Regions from separate parts of the Mus musculus genome. Here all the other regions are linked to region 2. Evidence: chromatin contacts called from public Hi-C data. All regions are on one chromosome and are shown on one strand. The core of a region is the stretch at or near the end of the contact, and the rest is flanking DNA. Distances in the headings are between cores, read along the strand shown. Region 1 has its middle 43 kb from the start of Gm30632. Region 2 has its middle 7.5 kb from the start of Gm46509. Region 3 has its middle 8.8 kb from the start of Gm30691.

What was found. A called contact is a pair of places that touch in the nucleus more often than the background predicts.
Region 1: a contact with region 2 is called in a Hi-C map of the N1E-115 cell line, with 2.6 times the contacts expected there. The contact joins two enhancer-like sites. A contact is called at or near these places in 1 of 15 datasets of contacts at CTCF or cohesin (the NIH/3T3 cell line), 2 of 484 Hi-C or Micro-C datasets (the N1E-115 cell line and embryonic fibroblasts) and 2 of 115 datasets of contacts at active chromatin or transcription factors (embryonic fibroblasts and embryonic stem cells).
Region 3: a Hi-C map of the N1E-115 cell line shows a contact between it and region 2, with 4 times the contacts expected there. The contact joins two enhancer-like sites. A contact is called at or near these places in 1 of 15 datasets of contacts at CTCF or cohesin (the NIH/3T3 cell line), 17 of 484 Hi-C or Micro-C datasets (the C2C12 cell line, the C3H10T1/2 cell line, the HL-1 cell line and 8 more) and 3 of 115 datasets of contacts at active chromatin or transcription factors (embryonic fibroblasts, fibro-adipogenic progenitors and pancreatic cancer cells).

What each region holds. Positions count from the first base shown.
Region 1 is chr15:64,575,790-64,578,539 of GRCm38.p6, forward strand. No RefSeq gene overlaps it. Among named protein-coding and RNA genes, the nearest start is that of Gm30632, 43 kb to the left of the region's middle. Within about 2 kb of position 1,277, at least 14 of the 459 cell types and tissues checked have an H3K27ac peak or open chromatin away from gene starts, as enhancers often do. A contact at or near this core is called in the N1E-115 cell line, where this site is marked.
Region 2 is chr15:64,509,710-64,512,409 of GRCm38.p6, forward strand. No RefSeq gene overlaps it. Among named protein-coding and RNA genes, the nearest start is that of Gm46509, 7.5 kb to the left of the region's middle. Within about 2 kb of position 1,297, at least 20 of the 459 cell types and tissues checked have an H3K27ac peak or open chromatin away from gene starts, as enhancers often do. A contact at or near this core is called in the C2C12 cell line, the C3H10T1/2 cell line and the N1E-115 cell line, where this site is marked.
Region 3 is chr15:64,620,429-64,623,312 of GRCm38.p6, forward strand. No RefSeq gene overlaps it. Among named protein-coding and RNA genes, the nearest start is that of Gm30691, 8.8 kb to the right of the region's middle. Within about 2 kb of position 1,628, at least 86 of the 459 cell types and tissues checked have an H3K27ac peak or open chromatin away from gene starts, as enhancers often do. A contact at or near this core is called in the C2C12 cell line, the C3H10T1/2 cell line and the N1E-115 cell line, where this site is marked.

The DNA of each region.
Region 1 (2,750 bases), core at 27-2,526, 66 kb after region 2:
GAAATGATCCCTTATTTCTACAACCTTTTAGCCAGATTTCTACATAGGCCCTAGGGTCTCTGACTTCCTCACTCTGGCTAGCAAGTGGCCACCAAATTTGGAACTACAAACAAAAGAATAAGACCAATTATTAGAGGAAATGATGCAAGGGGAAACATCCTTAAGATGGCTGAGATGTGATGAGATTCTGTTAGAGAATAATCACTCTAGAGACAGAGTGAAAAGAACTTGGAAGAACTGAAGGCCAAGGAGTCTACCATGGAGGTCCCAGCAGAAGGCTGGGCAGAAGTCTTAAATGTTAGACAGGACCTAGCAACAAGGAACCTGTGAAGAAGGATGGGTTTCTGATTGGCTTAGCAGAATCAATGGGATGAATCAGTTGCTGAAAGAAAGCAAGGTCTGAGATGATTACCTGGATCCTAGAGAGGGCATAGCATCAATATGGCCTTTGCTGAAAGTCAACATCCCTAAGAGGGAGATTAGGAAGGGTTTGAGTCACTGCCAGGGACCTTGCATGAAATCACCTCGTAAGTAGAGGCTATCTGTGTCTCTAGCTGCATACATATGTAGCAGAGGATAGCCTAGTCAGCCATCAATGGGAGGAGAGGCCTTTGGTCTTGCGAAGATCATATGCCCCAGTACAGGGGAATGCCAGGGCCAGGAAGCAGGAGTGGGTGGGTTGGGGAAGCAGGGTGGAGGGGAGGGTATAGAGGACTTTGGGGATAGCATTTGAAATGTAAATGAAGAAAATATCTAATAAAAATGCCTTTAAAAAAAAGAAAGAAAAGAAAAGAGGCTATGTGAAGACACATCCTTGCACCCAAGTACTCAGCAATCTGACCAGGCCTATAGCTGGCCTTTAGCACAGGACTGTTGACTTTAGGTGAACTCAAAAGTATGCTGAGTTGAAATAGGGCCTTAATTTACTTAGCAAGGAGAAAGAACCCTGCCACCTGGCATTAGCAGTGGTCTCTTAGTTCCAGACCCACAAGGCAGTAATTCTATTCCAGAAAGTGGAAAAACAAAGGAAAGGAGAAAAAACCAATACTGACTTTCCTTCTAGTGTGTGTGTTTGAGGGTGTTACCATTTCAGTTCTGTGTAGATGGAGGTAGGCACTGAGGTCTCCAAATTCCAACTCCAACAGCTGCTCCTCAAAGACATGGATGCTCCAGCTTTCTCCAAACCTCAATGCGCCTTTTGCCCTGCCCTGCTATTCTCTGATGGACAGCTCTTCCCAGACAAGCAGGTCAGCTTGAAGATATGCATCTCCTTGGAAAGGGAGCTTTGCAGGGAAGCAATTTGCAGTAGCTATTTTTGTCTGTGCCTTTGTGTGGCTGCCATATGAAAGCAAGTCCATTAAAAAAAATTCTTTCTCAGTTTAGAGTCCTTCATGTTTTCCTTTCAACTCCTGGAGTTCTGCTGCTCTGGCTGGAGATGCTGCAGTGTCTGGCCAGGCCCAGTGGGGCCCAAATCACTGGGTCACCATCAGGTGAAGGAGAAGGAAGCATGGGCTGCTGGGCCAGCCTGGAGGATGTCAGCTCTAGATGTCAGCTTGGCTTCAGCTCTCTCCCCTAGGGTTAGTCCTGGCAAGTAAATGCACTGTGGCAAAGGAGGGTATCACAGGACTGATGCTCTCTATTGGAACTCAGAAACCACTGAGATGATGTTGTTGCTTGCTGTTGCTGTTGCTGTTGCTGTTGCTGTTGCTGTTGCTGTTGCTGTTGCTATTGCTGCTGCTGCTGCTGCTGGTGGTGGTGAAGGCAGTGGTGGTGGGGCTGCCGGTGTGTGTGTGTGTGTGTGTGTGTGTGTGTGTGTGTGTGTGTGTGTGTGTTTAGGGCTGGGCTCATGTTTGCAGAAAGAAGCGACGTCACAAAATGATAACAGACCCAAAGGGGCAATGCACCAACTCAACAGCCTCATTTCTCCCATGTAAGTCAAAGACTGTGGAAAGTTTACTCTGTGCCAACTACAAGAACACAGAACTCAGATGCAGCTCAGGATGGAGGGCCAGAAAGCTAACACTGAACAACCAGACAGTGTCTTGGACATGTTATATATTATCCAAGTCTGTCCCTTCACGGCAAGCCTAGTTGATGTGAAGACATTGTGCTAAGCCATTTAATTCATATTGATCTTTATCTTCCTGAATTAGCTTGGGAGAGAGCCATGCAAGGTTCTCACTTAGAGATGGACAAACTGATAGCCTTCACCTAGATGCCTGCCTCTGGAGTTCATTTCCTCAGCTTCTGTGGCTGATTCTGGTTGCTTCTCAAGTGAACTCAGCGACACCTTTCATCGAGCCGAAGGTTAGCTTCATTCAGTCTAAGCTGACTTTCGAGATGGTCTGGTATACGTTTGATGTGCTCCGCAGGAGCCCCACACGGCAGTATTCTCTGCATGGTTAGTTTGAATTATCAACTTGACACAAGCTAGAAGCATCCAGGCAGAGAGTCCCAGTGAAAGATTGCCTAGATCAGGTGGTTTGCCCGTGGGCATGCCTGTGAGGGATTTTATTTTTAAAAGTGGATTAATTGAGATGCAGGATCAAGTCCACTATGAGCAGTATCATACCCTAGTTAGCTTCCTGGACGGTGTAAGAGTAGAAAAAGAAAAAAAAAAAGGCGAGTTGAGTAAATCAGGACATGTAAATTTATTCTTCTTTGTTCTTGACTTTGTGTGAATACTGCTTCAAACTCGGTGTTATTGTGACGTCTCTGCTACGATGGTCTGTAACCTAGAACCATAAGTT
Region 2 (2,700 bases), core at 47-2,546:
CTCTTAGTCTGTGAGTATCTTTGCCCATGTGGTGTGTTTCATTGAGACAAGAGATAATTGGATCTTGCCTTTTAATCTAGCCAGTTAGTCTGTGGGTTTTTATTGGAGAGTTGAGGTTATTTACATTTAAGTTATTATTGATTGGTACTTGCCAATTACTATAATTTATTTTAGTTATATTTTGGTTATTTGTTTATTCTTTTCTATTTACCTTATTAGAATCAGAGATTTTTCTGGTTTACTGTATTGGGCATGGTTGACTCCTGCAAGCTTTCCTTTGTTCAACTATCCTCCCATGAGATTTTTCTTCTGTGTGCTGTTATGACTGAGATAGTCTTTCTCTTCTGTGCATAGTATTATTTTAAGTATCTTCTGCAGTATTGGCACAGCAGTCACATACTGTGTTAGTTTGTGTTTGTCACATAGTGACCTTATTTCTCAATTAATTTTGAAAGATAAAATTTTACATATAGAAATATTGATTGTTAGTTACTTAGTTTCAGGGGTTGAGATATATCATTCCATGTTTCTTGGTTTTTAGGTTTGCAGACAAGAGGCCTGATATATTTTGATGTGTTGCTTTTGTTAGTGAGTTAGTTGCTCTTTTTCTCTTACAGCTTTTAATATTATAACTTTGGTTTATGTTTTTGGTATATTGACTTCAAAAGATCAAATATTCTTCAGCTTATTGGAGGATCCACATGTGCTTGCGAGAACTTTAGACTTTTCAACTCCACAGTGTGAAAGACAGGTAGATGGCTGCAGAGGTTCATTCACCTACTGAGCTCAGGCTCTGGGCTGTCAAATTCCAATGTTGTTCTCAGTTAGAGAGGGAGGGCTACTTTTTTCTGTAATAGGACTCACTTCCTGAGCCCAACTCCCTGATGCTTGTATCTTCTCAGCTTGAAAAGGGTAGGGAAGGGAGAGGCAAGGTACAAGAGGCTGCTGTCCATGACTGCCTCCAAGGAGTCCCTCTTGGTGCTATGGCAAGTTAGACTCAAGCTTCCTGATTTATGATTGTTCCTGTCCTCAAGTGCTCTGGGTAGTGTATTTTTACACAGCAGGGTTGAAGATAGTGCACAGCTACCAAGTTGTACTGAGTGACAAAATGGAATTTTTGTGCCCTTGTGGTGACCTGTCTGTTAGAGGAATCACTGTCCCACTAAAGCCTGTAAGGAATTTGAAGCTTGAGAGGGTTGTGGGTTTTCCCCAAGGGAAGGACTGCTAATCTGTTTCCATCAGGGCCTGGAATGGGGTTTTTGCTTTTCTTCCGAAAGCCAGGAGCTGAGTTGTTGGAGCTCAGTTCAGCCTGGGCCACCTCCTGTTGATTTCGTTATCTTGTGTCCAACACTCTGCATCTGTTCTAGCACACTCTTGGTGGATTTCTGAAAGGTCTTCTCTTTCTGAGTCTTCAACATGTCTACTTTTCTGATTCAGAATCTTTACCGTGTCACACGGAGGCAACTAGAACTCTACCATCTTACCCAGATCTGCATTTTATCAAGATCCCAGGTGACTGGTGTGCACAAGTGAAAAATGCCAGAGCTCAAACTCTCTTAGGGCTGTTGATAAAATTATAAACACTAGAATGAGCTTGAGAATCAGCTGTCTTGCAGCATGTGGATCTGGCCACTCAGGGATGGTATCCCCCAGGGATAACAAAGAACTGCTGCATGTGGACAATTACTGAATTCAGGTCAGATTATTTACAGCTGACAAGTGCCCATTCTGTATCAGGAAGTCGAACACTTACAAAGTAAATATAATTCAGTCCTTTTCCTCTAGAAGTTGACAGGCACAGAAGTCAACAGTGTCGGGATACTGACATAAGTGCCATGACAAATGATGGGTAGCCTGAAGGGGCACTGGTCTTAAATGCCAGCCCTGGAGTGGTATAGTCTTGGGCAAGTAAAAAATTTTGTGCTTGGTAAATGAGATTGCACTGCCTGGTATTCAGGGCCGCTTGCAGACAAGTGAATGAGTGTATGCACATTTCTGGTGATGCCGTAGTGGGGTTAGAGAAGGACTGAGATGGAGAACACTATAGTGCTTTCTGATTGGATACTCAGACTCATGCATTTCTTTATAATTGCTTTAGGCAGGCAGACAAGGGGAAAGTCGATATGGCCAGAATTAGACAGAAACCTCTTGGCAGCAGTGGCAGCTGAAGTTGGAATTAAATGGAACTATTAAAGAATTTGAACCTAGAGGTCTGGGGCGAGCAGAAGATACAAAATCCTTTGTAAACCAACCTCTGTGCTTGGACTTTGTAATAAGAGAGAGATGATCTGTCAGTGTTAATTTGGATCAATGAGACTAGAATCCCAACTCTTTCTGACTTTGGTTTTGGGGTGGTCTGTAACCCTGTTGGGGAGGTGTCTGGAATGTGTGGAGCAGTTCCTTTCAATGATGGGTGGTGGGTGCTAGACCACCCAGGGGTTTCTCTGAAAAGCAGTCAAGGAGAAATGAGCAGGAGCAAGCAGGGTCACTGCTGACAGACCCTGATTCTAGAATCTTCCTTGGAGGGTGCTCAGGTTTGAAAGGAGTGGGGGATGTAGCATGGGGTGGGGGGGATGTCCATACACTTCCTCCATGCCTTTGTTTTTCTTTGTTGTAATCCCTTGGGAACAACTGCTTACTAGAAAGAAAAATCGAGTAACACCTGATTAGAAAGGACTGCCTCCAAATGGTAAGGCACGG
Region 3 (2,884 bases), core at 378-2,877, 110 kb after region 2:
TTAGATTCTCTTCTGCGCCCCAGTGATCTCCGATGGTTATATACAGTGGTATAACCATTTAGATATATTCTTCTTTTGGACTGAAAGTGCTGATTGCTTAACTGCTGGTGACTAATTTGGTCCTTCCCTGTAGTCAGTTAAACCTTAAGTTTAAAAGCATTGAATCTTTCCACTTTAATGTTGAGATTTTGGAGCATAAATTTCTTTTAGCCTCGATTAGCAACTTACTAACCAATGAAGACAAACTTTGGAAACTGTAGACTTCAGCCATCTAAAAGGTTCTGCCATTAATTTTGAGCATCTCTTACCCTCAGACCCCACTCCCTTACATATAAAACAAGAGTGCTGTTACCTACCTGAAAGATATTTTAGGCAGGCGTAGGAATGAGTATCAAGTGGGGGAAAGCATGTGGTCTGTGGAGTTATGTTACAGGAAGTGAGGCACAGAACTATGGAGGGCTCTGGTCTTCCAAGAAAAACAAATGCCTCCTTACCCCGAGGTCTCGGATTTAGCCTAAGAGGCTTAATGATAGGTTTCATTAGTGCACCCCAAAGAATGGGGTCTCCAGTTTAGACCAACCACACGACACACAGGTTCTGACACATCAACTGCATTTGTTTACTAAAGACGGAATCCTTTCTGTCTTAGTTGCTTTTCTATTGCTGTGCTAAAATACCAGAAACATGTCAACTTATGAAAGAAAGTGTTTATTTTGGGGGCTAGCAGTTTCAGAGGGTGAGGCCATAGCCATCATGGTTGGGAGCATGGGAGAAGGCAGGGCATGGAGCTAGGGCAGTGGCTAAGCACTTACATCTTGACCCACAAGCACATGAATGTTAACTGAGAATGTTATAGACTTGTAAGAAACCTTCAAGTCCACTGCCAGTGACATACCTTATCCAATAAAGCCTCACCTCCTAATACTTCCTGAGAAGTTTCTCCAACTGGTAAGCAAGTAGACAAATATATGAGCCTTTGGAGGTCATTCTTATTCACACCCCTGTTTTCCAGAGACCGGGACACTTGAAACCTCTTGTTCAGGATGCCCCCCCTCTATTCTCAAAGTATCTGAGAGTCTGAATTGCTCATCAGAAAGTGACTGGTGTGATAGGGATGGGATGGACTTGGGTCTGGTTTGATGCTAGGTAAGAAGGATTGTTTTGTTGGCTGTATTTGTTGAGCAGACATTTATTCATGGACTTTCAACTTCTGTACAAAAAATAGGGAGCCAGTGTGAAAGGCCAATGGAAGCAGTGTTTGAGCAGTGAGAATAAGCTCGGAAATGTTCTAGTGGAAAGAATGGAATGTGGGTCACCAGGTTGGAGAAAGGAACATGGGGTCAGTCCTGTGGGGCACCATATATCATGGGAAGGCCTTGTCAAGTTTGTGCAGGAAAATTGCAGGCTGGAGAGATCTTCTAGGGAAGGCATACACAGTCCAATAAGGAAGGTTGCAGCCATGAAATCTATGCTAGGCAGAGGTATGAAGGATCTAAAGGGGGGCAACGGAACTGCCTTATACTACTCTCTGCTCTTTTTCACATTTCCAGTATTGGCTCTCCTGTTTTCCTCACTCCACTACTGTGACTAAGCAGCAAAGAATTATCAGATCTATTTTAGGACAGGAAACCAAAGCTGAGGCTGACTTACTCAGCCACGGTCCTAGTGCTGGCCAAAGCAAAGGTTTGCCAGGGTCCAGGTATGTGGTCCCTAAGCCAGGGCTCTTGGAACACCTACTTCTCAGGGAGCCATCCACAGTGATAATAGCCTCTTTTTAGATGGTCCGGCAAAGGACTCCCTGCAAACCATGACTGTGGTAGCAGAAATGCCCACTTCTAGGACCTGGCAGACTAAACAGAAGTATTGTTACCTATGGGGTCTCACCATAGTGGATCCATCTGCTTCAAAGAACAGCTGATGAAGACATCCATGTGGCACCTGTGGTGCTTGTGAGAATTTGTGCTGAAACCCCAGGGAACAGCACACGGTGACACCACCCTCCCCAATTATAGACTCCTGAGCAGCAGGTACCAATCTAGGCCCCTGTCCTCAGGTGTGCCAGAAATGGGACGATCTTTTGTTTATTTCCCCAGGAGAATCTAGTTTTGATTTTAAGCTATTGCTGGCTGGAGAGGTAGGTGTGTGAATTCATCCCCTTTGGGCATCTTTACCAGGAGATGTAGCTCAGATCCTGCGTTTTGTTGATCTCTAAGGTGCTGAGCAGAGGCGTTCTGTGTTGTTATTGCTAGAGGTGATGTTCCCATCTGTGCTTCAGCCCCTGTGTCCTCTCTTGCCTCTGATCATGAGTCAGTCTCCTTTGGCTGGGGACAGAGAGCACATGACTGGTTCTGGCCTCATTCTGCTATAAGTGAGCAGCCATTTCCAGGCTCATCCTGCTGCCCGATGACTCACTGAGACTGGGGGCCTCAGTTGGCTCCCTCACAGACATCTGTATCCAATGCACAGATGTCCCTTCTGCTTCCAGAGAAGTCTGAGCTTTGATCTTTGGGCCATCTTGCCGTCATGTAGGCTAACCTAGGGTAAACAAAGAACCCACATTCTCCTCAAACTTGTGTCCTTATTTCAGTCCAGGCAAACTGCTTCCTGGGATCTCAGAGAGCCTGAAGCACAGTCCATGCTCACCACACACCATCCAGACCCGTTTGTCTTTGTGTTAGAAGGTCAGGCTTTAAAAACAGAATGCCCCAAAGTGCACTCTTGTTCTTCATTTTACTGGGTCATCTTTTTTATCATGCAATAAACATCAAGTATCTTACCTGCTATTTAGATAGATGCAGGGAAAGGAACACAGGACACATGGATACCAAACAAACCAAACAAGATAGAAAAAAATTAAAAATTCAGCATTAACTTCATTGTGTAC